Linked DNA regions of Sus scrofa: all the other regions are linked to region 2. Evidence: chromatin contacts called from public HiChIP or PLAC-seq data. All regions are on one chromosome and are shown on one strand. Each heading gives the region's core, a stretch centred on a gene start, on an enhancer-like site or on the middle of the called end of the contact. The rest is flanking DNA. Distances are from core to core; before and after follow the strand shown.

What was found. HiChIP or PLAC-seq counts read pairs in DNA pulled down with a chosen protein or histone mark.
Region 1: a contact with region 2 is called in an H3K27ac HiChIP or PLAC-seq map of alveolar macrophages. The contact joins the enhancer-like site here to the promoter of LPL in region 2. A contact is called at or near these places in 6 of 47 Hi-C or Micro-C datasets (adipose tissue, fetal skeletal muscle, retroperitoneal adipose tissue and 2 more) and 2 of 2 datasets of contacts at active chromatin or transcription factors (alveolar macrophages and skeletal muscle).
Region 3: a contact with region 2 is called in an H3K27ac HiChIP or PLAC-seq map of skeletal muscle. The contact joins the enhancer-like site here to the promoter of LPL in region 2. A contact is called at or near these places in 13 of 47 Hi-C or Micro-C datasets (adipose tissue, brain, embryonic fibroblasts and 7 more) and 2 of 2 datasets of contacts at active chromatin or transcription factors (alveolar macrophages and skeletal muscle).

The regions. Positions count from the first base shown.
Region 1 is chr14:4,212,279-4,216,003 of Sscrofa11.1, reverse strand. No RefSeq gene overlaps it. Among named protein-coding and RNA genes, the nearest start is that of SLC18A1, 65 kb to the left of the region's middle. Within about 2 kb of position 1,268, at least 4 of the 83 cell types and tissues checked have an H3K27ac peak or open chromatin away from gene starts, as enhancers often do. A contact at or near this core is called in alveolar macrophages and subcutaneous adipose tissue, where this site is marked.
Region 2 is chr14:4,102,652-4,106,743 of Sscrofa11.1, reverse strand. LPL (lipoprotein lipase) reads right to left here and starts at 1,930. Exons shown (of 10, transcript NM_214286.1): 1 at 1,697-1,930. The coding sequence starts at 1,784.
Region 3 is chr14:4,196,279-4,200,238 of Sscrofa11.1, reverse strand. No RefSeq gene overlaps it. Among named protein-coding and RNA genes, the nearest start is that of SLC18A1, 81 kb to the left of the region's middle. Within about 2 kb of position 1,933, at least 8 of the 83 cell types and tissues checked have an H3K27ac peak or open chromatin away from gene starts, as enhancers often do. A contact at or near this core is called in adipose tissue and alveolar macrophages, where this site is marked.

The DNA.
Region 1 (3,725 bases), core at 19-2,518, 110 kb before region 2:
GCACTTTGCAAATAAAAATAAATGAGCCCCAGAAAAATGAAATGAGTCACCCAAACTACTCAACTGGTTAGTAGCAAGGATGAGACTAGACCTGGGTCTCAAATGACAGTAATAACAACAAGTAAGTTCCTACTCTGAGATGATGGACAAAGATGAATTATTTTAAAATAATAAATAACAGGAGTTCCCGTTGTGGCACAGCAGAAACGAATCCAACTAGGAAACATGAGGTTGCAGGTTCGATCCCTGGCCTGGCTCAGTGGGTTAAGGATCTGGCGTTGTCGTGAGCTGTGGTGTAGGTCACAGACAAGGCTCAGATCTGGTGGTATTGTGGCTGTGGTGTAGGCTGGCGGCAACAGCTCCGATTGGACCCCTAGCCTGGGAACCTCCATATGCCTCAGGTGTGGCCCTAAAAAGCAAAACGCAAAATAAACAAATATATAAGTAACAATATATATATTTTTTTTTGGTCTTTTTGCCTTTTTGCCTTTTCCAGGGCTGCTCCCGTGGCATATGGAGGTTCCCAGGCTAGGGGTCGAATCGGAGCTGTAGCCGCCAGCCTACGCCAGAGCCACAGCAACTCGGGATCCGAGCCACGTCTGCAACCCACACCACAGCTCATGGCAACGCTGGATCCTTAACCCACTGAGCAAGGCCAGGGATCGAACCCGCAACCTCATCATGGTTCTTAGTCGGATTCGTTAACCACTGAGCCACTACAGGAACTCCTCAAGTAACTCTTACCACGATGAAGAAGCATTACAAAATACTGCTGCCTTCATCCTTAAAATAAGCCTGTTAAAGGCAAAATATCTAATCTCCATGTATAGATAAGGAAACTGAGGCTCACTGAGTTTAGATGACTTTCCCTTCAACATAGAGTGATGTTTCTGAGTGCCAATGTTTCTTTTACTATTAATCTATCTTTTTTTTCTGTTTTGTGGTCTAACTCATGATCAGCAGTCACTTTTAGCCACCACCAAGTGGGAATGGGAACTATTTTATGAATGCCAGACTATCACGTCCTGATTGAATCTGCCACTCATAACAGGATGAAACCCTGCCCTTTAAGTCACAAGGAAGGAAAGCAGCGGAGGTGGATGAGCAGCAGAATATACATGCTTACCTAACTTTCACCCAACCCTTGCCATTTTAGAATAAAAATACAGAATGAAAAGGAGACGGCAGAATTTTGCAAGTCGATAAGCTAATCCTGGCCTATGACTAAATTGCAGCAGGAAGCATTTCTTTTTTTTTTTCTCCTCTAGAAGCCCTTTGTAAGACCTTGTGGGAGGAACTAATTGCATGAATCATGCTGTCATTTGTCTCCCCCCCCCCAAAAAAGTGCACAATCATTTGAGGAGAAAAGGGGAAGTGGTGCCTACACATGTCCACCAGAAATTAGGACAGAATTTACAGGCTCAACTTAATCAGGATTGCCTGGAGTGGAGAAAACTCCCCTCTGTTCATTCCTCCAAAGAAACCTTCAGGGCTTTCCTTCCCAGTTTCAAAGTGTAGTCAAATATTTCAGACTCAAGGATTTAATGTTTCCTAAGAACCTAAGAAAATTAGCCTTTTCTTTTTTTAGAATTAGGTTTTTTTTTTTCTTCTTTTAAATTGAAGTATAGTTGGTTTACAATGTTGTGTTAGTTTAAGGTACAGAGCTCAGTGATTCCAATATATGCACATATATATACACACACACACACACACACATATATATATATATGTAATTCTGTTATATATATAGTGAGTCCACTATATATACATATATATGCATTTTATATATATATAAAATTTATCCGATTTTTTTCCCTTACAGATTATAAGATATTGAGTTCCCTGTGCTGTGCAGTAGGTCCTTGTTGACTGTCTATTTTATATATAATAGTGTGTATATATTAATCCCAATTTCCTAATTTATCCCTCCCACCTGGAAATTTAGCCGTTTCTGAGGGCCAATATTTATTTCAATACCTGAAAGTCTATGCGTTTAAACACCCAAATACAAACACATTCTACCTGTTTGGGCTACAAACCAGTTTCAAATATATTTTTGTAGTGTTTGGGGCAGACCACCAGGAGCAGACTTGACCTTTTTCCTGGGACTAAGGGTCATCACCAGAAATCTCAGTCCTGGTAGGCTGCTCTGTCAACATTGATTCCCGTCAAGGCCTAAGAAAGTCCATTGAAACTACAGGGATCCATAGACAACAAGGTCCTACTGTATTGCACAGGGAACTATATTCAATATCCCGTAATAAACCATAATTGAAAAGAATATGGAAAAGAATATATCTAGGCACGTATGTATAACGGAACCACTGTGTTGTACACCAGAAATTAACACAATCTTGTGAATCAACTATACTTCACAAAAATAAATAATGTAAAAAAACAGAAATTATAGGGATCATCTTTTGTCCCTACACTAAAATGAAATGGCCTTAAGTTGACATACCAATTTTTTTATATTTTCAGGAGGTTTTTTTTTTTTTTTGGTTGTTATATTCCTTATCTAATATCTTGAATCATTAGTAATCTTTTCACGTCTCTTTTCTGAAGCTAGATTGAAAACTCCTTAAAAAACGGGGGCTGTGCACCAACTCTGACCCACAGAAACTGTAAGATAATATATGTCTGTGTGGTTTAAGTTGCTAAATTTGTGGTATTTGTTAGGCAACAATAGAAAATGATGTTTATTTTAGTACGCATCTCTCCTTGATTTATAAAAAGCAAGTTCCATGAGGGCAGAGATCTTTTCTGCTTATGATCTCTGATGTATCCCAAACTCCTAGAACAAGCACATAGCAGATCTTCAATAAATATTTCTTGAGTGGATGCAGGAAGAAATAAGACTATCAGAATGGTGCCAAAGTCTTAATTTAACAATTTAAGAAAAAGAAAAAAGTACATATATATACAGAAGAGAGAAAGGTGCAAATACTTAGCCTAACTTACTTTGACCTCTATTCTTCTTCTTCTTCTTTCTTTTCTTTATCAGCTGCCCCCACAGCATATGGCAGGTCCCAGGCCAGGGATTGAATCCAAGCCACAGGTGAGGCAAAGGCGTATCCTTAACTCACTGCACCACAGCAAGACCTCCTGCCTCTATTCTTCTAAAACCTAAATACTATAGACATAAGTGTGATTATATCTGGAATAAGCTCCCTGAGTGATGGAGTAAATGCTGAGTTCCAAGATGGGCTCAATTTATAAAATATAACTCCATAAAGAAATATATCAGAACGATAGCACCAGTTGAGTTATGGAGTTGTTAGCTACACCCTGTATGTTTGTAGTTTTTAACTTGTTATGACACCATTTTAAGACTTTGAAAATGAAAAAAATCAAGATAATTAAAATTTTGTCAAGTTATATCCTAAAAATACAAATTTGTTATATGAAAGCATGTGTTTTGGGTCTTGTTCTATTTTACTTTGTGTTTAGCCGTTTCTACATTGTGGATGAATGACCTAGTTTTAAAGATTGAACCCGACAATGAGTTTTTGTAAGGAATTCTATGGAGCTGATCTTTTTTTGTTTCTCTTTGAAACATTTGAAAAGCTGGAGTTCCCATGATGGCTCAGCAGTAACGAATCCGACTAGGATCCATGAGGATGCGATTTAGATCCCTGGCCTTGCTCAGTAGGTTAAGGATCCAGCGTTGCCGTGAGCTGTGGTGTAGGTAGCAGATGCGGCTCGCATCCCAAGTTGCTGTGGCT
Region 2 (4,092 bases), core at 681-3,180:
GCAATCAAAGTCAGGGACAGGGAGTTCCTGTCGTGGCGCAGTGGTTAACGAATCCGACTAGGAACCATGAGGTTGCGGGTTCGATCCCTGCCCTTGCTCAGTGGGTTAACGATCCGGCGTTGCCGTGAGCTGTGGTGTAGGTTGCAGACGCGGCTCGGATCCCGCGTTGCTGTGGCTCTGGCGTAGGCGTAGGCCGGTGGCTACAGCTCCGATTGGACCCCTAGCCTGGGAACCTCCATATGCCGCGGGAGCGGCCCAAGAGATAGCAACAACAACAAAAAAAGACCAAAAAAAAGTCAGGGACAAACTGTACTATAGCTTGAATCACTGAGGACGTGCAGCCTAAAAGCACATCCAAGGGACACCGCCCAAGCGGCCCAAGAAATAGCAACAACAACAACAAAAAAGACAAAAAGACAAAAAAAAAAAAAAAAAAAAAGTCAGGGACAAACTGTACTATAGCTTGAATCACTGAGGACGTGCAGCCTAAAAGCACATCCAGGGGACACCGCCCAAACTGTAAATCCACCAAGAAAGAGAAAAGAAAACGTTGCCTCTTTTAATGACTTGCTTCAGTGGCCTTTTAGTTGCTGCTGTGCGTTAACTGAACCAAGGTTCAAGTTACACAGGCTGCCTCTACTGTAGGCAGGTCTGGGGATGGGCGCGCTTCTTCCCAGCAATAAAGAAATTCAGATCTAGCTTGGCTGGTCGCCTTAACCCTGGTGAGTGGCAGCGCCCGAGCGGTAACTAGGGTTCAACCAGTGGCCTCCCTGCGGCGTCCAAGAAGCCCCACGTGCTCGCAACCGCACCGCGGGGCAAGGCGCCCGGAGGCAGGCTCAGCCCGGAGGACAGTAACGGCAGCCAAGCGCAAACCTGGCATCCTCCAAGTCAGCGGCCACAGAAGGCTAGTCGCTCTGCCACGTTTTCAGGAGGTTCAACCCTTCTTCGTTGGGCGCTAAGAAACACCGAGCGTGCCAGAGTGGAGGCTGGAACAGCTTCCCCAGCGCCGTTAAGCGTGCGGGACGCCGCGTCCCCGGGATGCCGGGTCCTCCCCCCACCCCGCGGCCAGCCCCTGCCCTCCCGGCCCCCTAGTCCTCCCCTCCCACCTTCGCGCGGAGAGCGAGAGTGTCGTGTGCTTCTAAAATGCATTCAACGCCGCTGCCCCCGCTATCCACTCCCCCGCCACCCCGCCGGCTTCTCTAGGAGAAGGGGCCGCTTTCTGCCTGCGCCTTCACGCGCGGGGGCTGAGCTGCGGCCAAGGCCGAACCAGAGTCACCTTGGCGGAGAAGTTACTGCGGGTCACCGCCTTCAGAGCCCTTCCTCCCGCCTACCTTCTCCCGCCCTTCACTCTCTACCGCCTCCCGCCTGCCACCCCGGCCGCCCCATCCTTTCCTATTGAGCACGGGCGCCTGGGAATTCGGCTTCAGCCCGAATGGAGGTGACAGTGCGGGATCGAGAGAGAGAGAGAGAAAGAAAGAAACTGGGAGCCGCCCCAGAGTGATCAGAGGGAGGATTTCCAACGTGCCTCTTCCAGATCCCACCCCGATGATCCTTCCTGGGGCCGGCGTTTGGGCAAGAGGGTCCCAGGTGATCATCGCAGCTCCTTCCTACTTCCTCCTTCCCATCCTCACAACTTGTGCAAGTGGGCCACTGAGCCAATTCCGTAAGTGGAGGAGAGCCTGCGCGCAAAACTTACTGTCCGCGGTGGCCAACCCTTCGCGGGAGACGATCAGACTCTGAAGCCACACGCTCAGAGCCACTAGGAGCAGGGCTTTGCTCTCCATCTGGGGACGCGTTCCTGGGGTAGAAGTTACAGGGCACGGGCGGGAGCGCCGACAGCCCGAGGCGGGAGCAGGCTGGAGCAGCGATCTGTTGCAGGGCAAGTCACCCTTTAAAGAAGAAGCGGGGCAGCCAGAAGTGGCAGCTTTCCCCGGAGGAGGAGGGAGGAGGAGGGGGAGGAATTGAGTCTGACACTGTTTCCACTCTAAGGCTGCTTATATGATTGGAAATATGCAAATAAACCTCATCACCTATTGGCTATAAAATCTTAAGTTGGGGGGAGGGCCCTAAATTCACTTCCAAACATTTGAGCAAACTGTAATGAGGATCAGCCCTGCCAGAGAGAAGAGGGGGAAAGGGCAGAAGGGAAAATTTACTTTCTCATGAAGCCTATTTGCATTTCCTAGGGGGTCTGGCTCTCCTGGACCCTCTATACTAAAAACAGGTTTATATGGGTTTATTTGAATATTTTTTATCACCAGTTTTCCAAGGAAGGGACATTAAGTTGTTAAACCTCCTCCTCTTGTGATGGATCCTTTTGGTAATTTTCAATGTTTTGTTAGGTTAGTTTTTGTTTTTGTTTCCTCCCCCCGCCCCACCAAATACCCCTGGACAATGTCAGTCTTAAGGACCCCTGGACACACAGTTGTTCTGCAGCTTGAATTTACACATCTGGTATTTTAACACTGGCAAAGTGGATTAGCTTATGTAGTTGAGAAAAGCTCTCGCTCTATTTTCTAGCTTTTGCTTCATGCAAATTATACTTAATCCTCAAACTCATTAAGGAATGAAAAGATAGCATTTTATCCTCAGATGTGGACTACTGAGGTCAAATAGCCTAAAATTGTAAAACTGAATTTTTATGCTAAGTGAAAGAAGCTAGTCATGAAAGACCCTTATCCTATGTTTCCATTTATGTAAAATATCCGAATCTTAGAGACAAATCTTAGAGACAGAAAGTAGTGTTGCCTAACGCTGGGGAAAGAGGAGGATAGAGAATGGAGATTTTTGGGGGGAGATGGTGATGAAAATATTCTAAAATTGCATTATGGTGATGGTTATACCACTGTCACTACTCTAAAAAAACATTGACCTGTACATTTTATTTTTTTAATTTTTTATTTATTTTCATTTTGACCACCCGCCAGCATATGTAGTTGCTGGACCAGGGGTCAGATCTGAGCCACAGCCTTGGGACCTAAGCCACAGCTGTGGCAACACTGGATCCTTAACCCATGCCGGGATCGAAACTGTATCCCAGTGCTCCCAAGAGGCAGCAGATCCCACTGCACCACAGCAGCAGTTCCTGACTGTACACTTTAAATGGGTGAAGTTTACAATATGTAAATTATATTTTAATAAAGCTATTTAAAAATATGTATTGAGATACGCAAGTAAAATAATAAAAATAATAAAATCATCTTGGATATTATAATTTGGGTGGCCATGCCCGTGACATGCCTGATCCTTAACAACAAGGCCACCAAGAAACTTATATATATATATATATATATATATATTATATGTATATATATTTATATATATATGTATATGTCAGAATACTCAGAATACTTTCAAATATCTTTTTACATATAAAGAAAGGGTTGACTTAGCCAGGAGGGAGGGTTAGCTCTATATTCCATTTTACAGCTAGAAAACAAGCCCATAAACTAAAACCTCTAGTTCACTGTCTATGTTGAGTTATTTCTCTGAATACCTTCAGTGCTTCCTTCTATTTATCCCTCCTTGGATCTCTCTCTTTCACTCCCATAGAATCTACGTTTCTATGTTAGAAGGATGAAAGTCCATACAGTTTAAACTAGGCTCACATTTTAACTTTTTCTCAAAAACAAAATACCAGATAATACCCAAATAGTTTAAAGTTCGTTATTCTGTCGAATGGAGTTCTATCTTTAAGCTAATGCATCAAATGCCAAAGGACAGTTTATCTTGTATTGCAATTATTAAACAATATATTGTGCACATTTATTCTATTCCCACAAAGCATGTAGAGGGATTTTGAAAACTGCCAAGAATTAAACCCCTCAGAAGACCTTCAGAAGTAGCAGAACAGACCATGCAGGGGATGAATGACTATGATGTGGCAGTCCTCCAAAAATTATATGGTAAATTCTCATTTTAAAAGTGACGCAAGATGAAGCATTTGCATTGCCTGTGCTCAAGTTATAAAAAACATAAACAAAAATGTGAAATGTCCACTATCTTACACAGAATACCCATGCAGCCTATTTTCATACATAAATATCATATGATAAGACAACCAAACCAATCTGCACTGCTGTGCCTTTCAGA
Region 3 (3,960 bases), core at 684-3,183, 93 kb before region 2:
GCCTCCCCCAGTCGCCATGATCGTATCATTTGACACTCTCTTACATTGTTGACCTTTCTTTATTTAATTGGTATGTTGTTTACAGGACTATTTATTTAGAAAGACACATTTTTTTTTTTCTCTTTCAACCTACTGCTTACAAATGCACCAACTGCTCAGGAATTTTTTCTTTTTTGTCTTTTTGCCTTTTCTTGAGCCGCTCCCACGGCATATGGAGGTTCCCAGGCTAGGGGTCGAATCGGAGCTGTAGCCGCCAGCCTACGCCAGAGCCACAGCAACACAGGATCCAAGCCGCATCTGCGACCCACACCACAGCTCACGGCAATGCCAGATCCTTAACCCACTAAGCAAGGCCAGGGATCGAACCCTCAACCTCATGGTTCCTAGTCAGATTCATTAATCACTGCGCCACGACGGGAACTCCTGCTCAGGAAATTGTTAACTATTCATTTCAACAGGATCAGCCATTAAAGAGAACGCAAAGCCCTTGTCAGGAAGGGCTATTTCTCATATTCCTGGAAAGTGGGATATTAAAGGAATTATCCCATGATGGTTTCTTTGTCTTTTTGAGAATAATGAGAGTATTGGCACAATACTTTCCTAAGCAACAAACCATGCAGTTCTTCCACGCCACAGTTTCTTCAACACAAGCCCAGTTCTTCTGTTTGAAAGAATGAATAAAAAAAAAGTTTGATTCAATAAAAAGTATTTCTTTCAAATGGGCTCGTTGTTCCCTTTAACACAAATTGTACTTTAACGTGGGCTTTAGTTCAGACAGTCCTCTTATGGGGCAGCTCCTGGGGATAATTTGAAAAATGATAAAGTGATCTTAATTAGGAAAAGCCTCTACAGATTCATTCATTTATTCACTCATTTCTCCCAATAATAAACATTCCCTAAGCGGCTACTGTGCCAGGCATCTTTCTAGGCATCATTATGGAGCAGAGAAGCCCTTGCCTTCAGGGGGAAAAAACAATGAATACATGTGCTGACATCATGAGTTGTAAGTGCTGAGAAGAGTTAAAGGATAGAGAATTTAAAGAGGTATCCTTTTGGAGACGTATGCAGGGGAGGCCTCTGTAAGTAGATGAGAGCCGAGTAGAGCCCCGGATGGAGTGAGGGAATGAACCAGTGGCCCATAAGAGAGAAAACAGGTTCAGCCGGAGGAAAGGGCACTTTGGAACCTTCTTTGTTTGCTGGGAGAGAGACTGGGTCACATGAGAAAATGTAGAGGATAAAAGTTGGTGGGAAATCCGGAGAACAAAATTCGTAAACCAGACCAAGACTTTTGCTTTGTATTATACACAAGAAGGAGGCCTATGGAGTTTCTGAGCCAAGCAGTCACATGATGGATTGAACGTTTAAAAGGATCTTCTTGGCGACATTTCGCAGAACACATTGTTAAAGGGGAAAAGTGGAAACAAAGACCAGTAAGGAGCCTTTGCCCTGGTCCAGGGGGGAGACGATGGTATCTGGAACCACAGTGTAACAGTGGAGATGGTGAGATTTGGTTCGATTTGTGATTTTTTTTTTTTTTTTTTTTTATGGCTTCACCCATGGCAAACGGAAGTTTCTAGGCTAGAGGTTGAATTGGAGCTGCAGATGCTGGCCCATATCACGGCCACAGCAACGCCAGATCTGAGCTGCATCTGCGACCTACGCCACAGCTTACAGAAACTCCGGATCTTCAACCCACTGAGTGAGACCAGGATTAAATCCATATCTTCATGGATACTAGTCGGGTTCATAACCCGCTGAGCCACAACAGGAACTCCCAAACTCTCTTTTCAATGGCTCAGCTCCTGATCTGTTGGCCTCGTTATACGTAAATGGTACTAAAGCCTATGTTTAAAGCAGTTAGTGCAGGGAGCAGGGTGGTGTGACCTCAGACTTCAGCGATCTATCCACAGACCGTTCTTGCCTTACTAAATGGTCCCTCCAGATGGCAGTGGCAGTCTGAGACGTTGCTTCTGCCTGCAGGCCTGTGTGTGCTTGCGGTCTGGCTGCAGTTGCTGTTTGCTCCTTTTGCTGAGTGCTGCAAATGCATGCTAAATGCTAAAAGTTGAGTCCTCTCCAGATTCTGATCTGAGCTGAGCTGCTTGCCTAGATTCTGGAACAGTAGCCTGGGGACATCCGTTTTTTATATTAACCAGCCAGGTTTACCAAAGACTCCTCTGAGGGAGCAAGGTATGACTTTCCTCCAAAGTGCTGGGGTGTGTGTGTGTGTGTGTGTGTGTGTGTGTGTGTGTGTGTGTGTGTGTTTGTGTGTGTGTGTGTGTGTGTGTGTGTGTAAGGGGTGGGGGGGCAATGGCGGGGGGCACTGAGAGGCTACTTATTTATTTATTTTTGCTTTTTAGGGCCAAACCTGCGGCATATGGAGGTTCCCAGGCTAGAGGGTTGAATCGGAGCTATGGCTGCTGGCCTCCACCACAGCCACAGCAACTCGGGATCTGAGCCAAGTCTGTGACCTACACCACAGCTCATGGCAACACTGGATCCTTAACCCACTGAGTGAGGCCAGGGATGGAACCTGCAACCTCATGGTTCCTAGTCGGATTCATTTCTGATGCACCACGAGGGGAATGCCCTGAGAGGCTGTTTTCCCATGTTATTTCGTCTTGCCTGCCACGTGGAGAGAGCAGCGCATATTCTTCAAAGGCCCTTCTGAGTTGCGAGCTACATACAGTGTGCGAGCATCCACCTTAGAGACCGTGGGTCCTATCGAAGGCATTTGAGCTTGAACTTTGTGCTGGTGCTCTTGCTGTGACTTGTTCCCCGACCCAGTGGGGTATAAAGGATCACATCCTTGGAGACAGTGGCATAATGCTTAGTAAAAAAGGAAACAGGAGTTCCTGTCGTGGTGCAGTGGTTAACGAATCCGACTAGGAACCATGAGGTTGCGGGTTCGATCCCTGCCCTTGCTCAGTGGGTTAACGATCTGGGGTTGCTGTGAGCTGTGGTGTAGGTTGCAGACGCGGCTTGGATCCCGAGTTGCTGTGGCTCTGGCGTAGGCTGGTGGCTGCAGCTCCGATTCGACCCCTAGCCTGGGAACCTCCATATGCCGCGGGAGCGGCCCAAGAAATAGCAAAAAGACAAAAAAAAAAAAAAAAAAAAAGGAAACAAAGCTGGGACTCTTTGCCTTTGCCCTACTTAAGACACTGGAGAGGGCAGGTGGTAGATATAGACATGAAAACTGCTGGAGGAAAATGCTCAGGCTGCAGCCCACCAGCACACCAGGGCTGTGTGCTCGAAACGCAGGCTCTCAAAAGTGCTGAGAAGACATCGAACCTGCATCTTCATGGATACTAGTTGGGTTCATTACCCACTGAGCCACAGTAGGAACTCCCAAACTCTCTTTTTGAAGACTCAGCTCCTGATCTGTTTGCCTTGTTATACCTAAATAATCCTAAAGCCTGTGTTTAAAGCAGTTAGTTCACCTCCACTCTCCTTGGAGGTGGACCTAGGGTGAGAACTAAAATCTACCTTCCATATCAGTCAACAAAGGGATATTGCCGCCATCAAGCCATCACATTACAGCTCAGATGGTGAGCCCTGAAGAAACTCAGAATGAGAAAACCTGCCAGCCCCAGACAGCTGAAGTGCATAGCAAAGGAATGATTTCAATGAGCCCAGACTCCTGGATCTTCCCATACATAAAACAAGGTGCTAAATTCCTTCACTGTTTTCTTTTATTAACAGTAACCTTTTGGGGTTCAAAATACATGTTTGGTTTTTTTATTTGTTTGTTTGTTTTTTGGGGTTTTTTTTCTTTTTAGGTGTGTTACTTCGGCATATGGAAGTTCTCAGGCTAGGGGTCTAATCAGAGCTACGGATGCTAGCACAGCCACAGCCACAGCCACAGTCACAGCCACAGCCACAGCCACAGCCACAGCCACAGCAACTCGGGATCTGAGCTGCATCTGTGACCTACACTGCAGCTCACAGCAATGCCAGATCCTT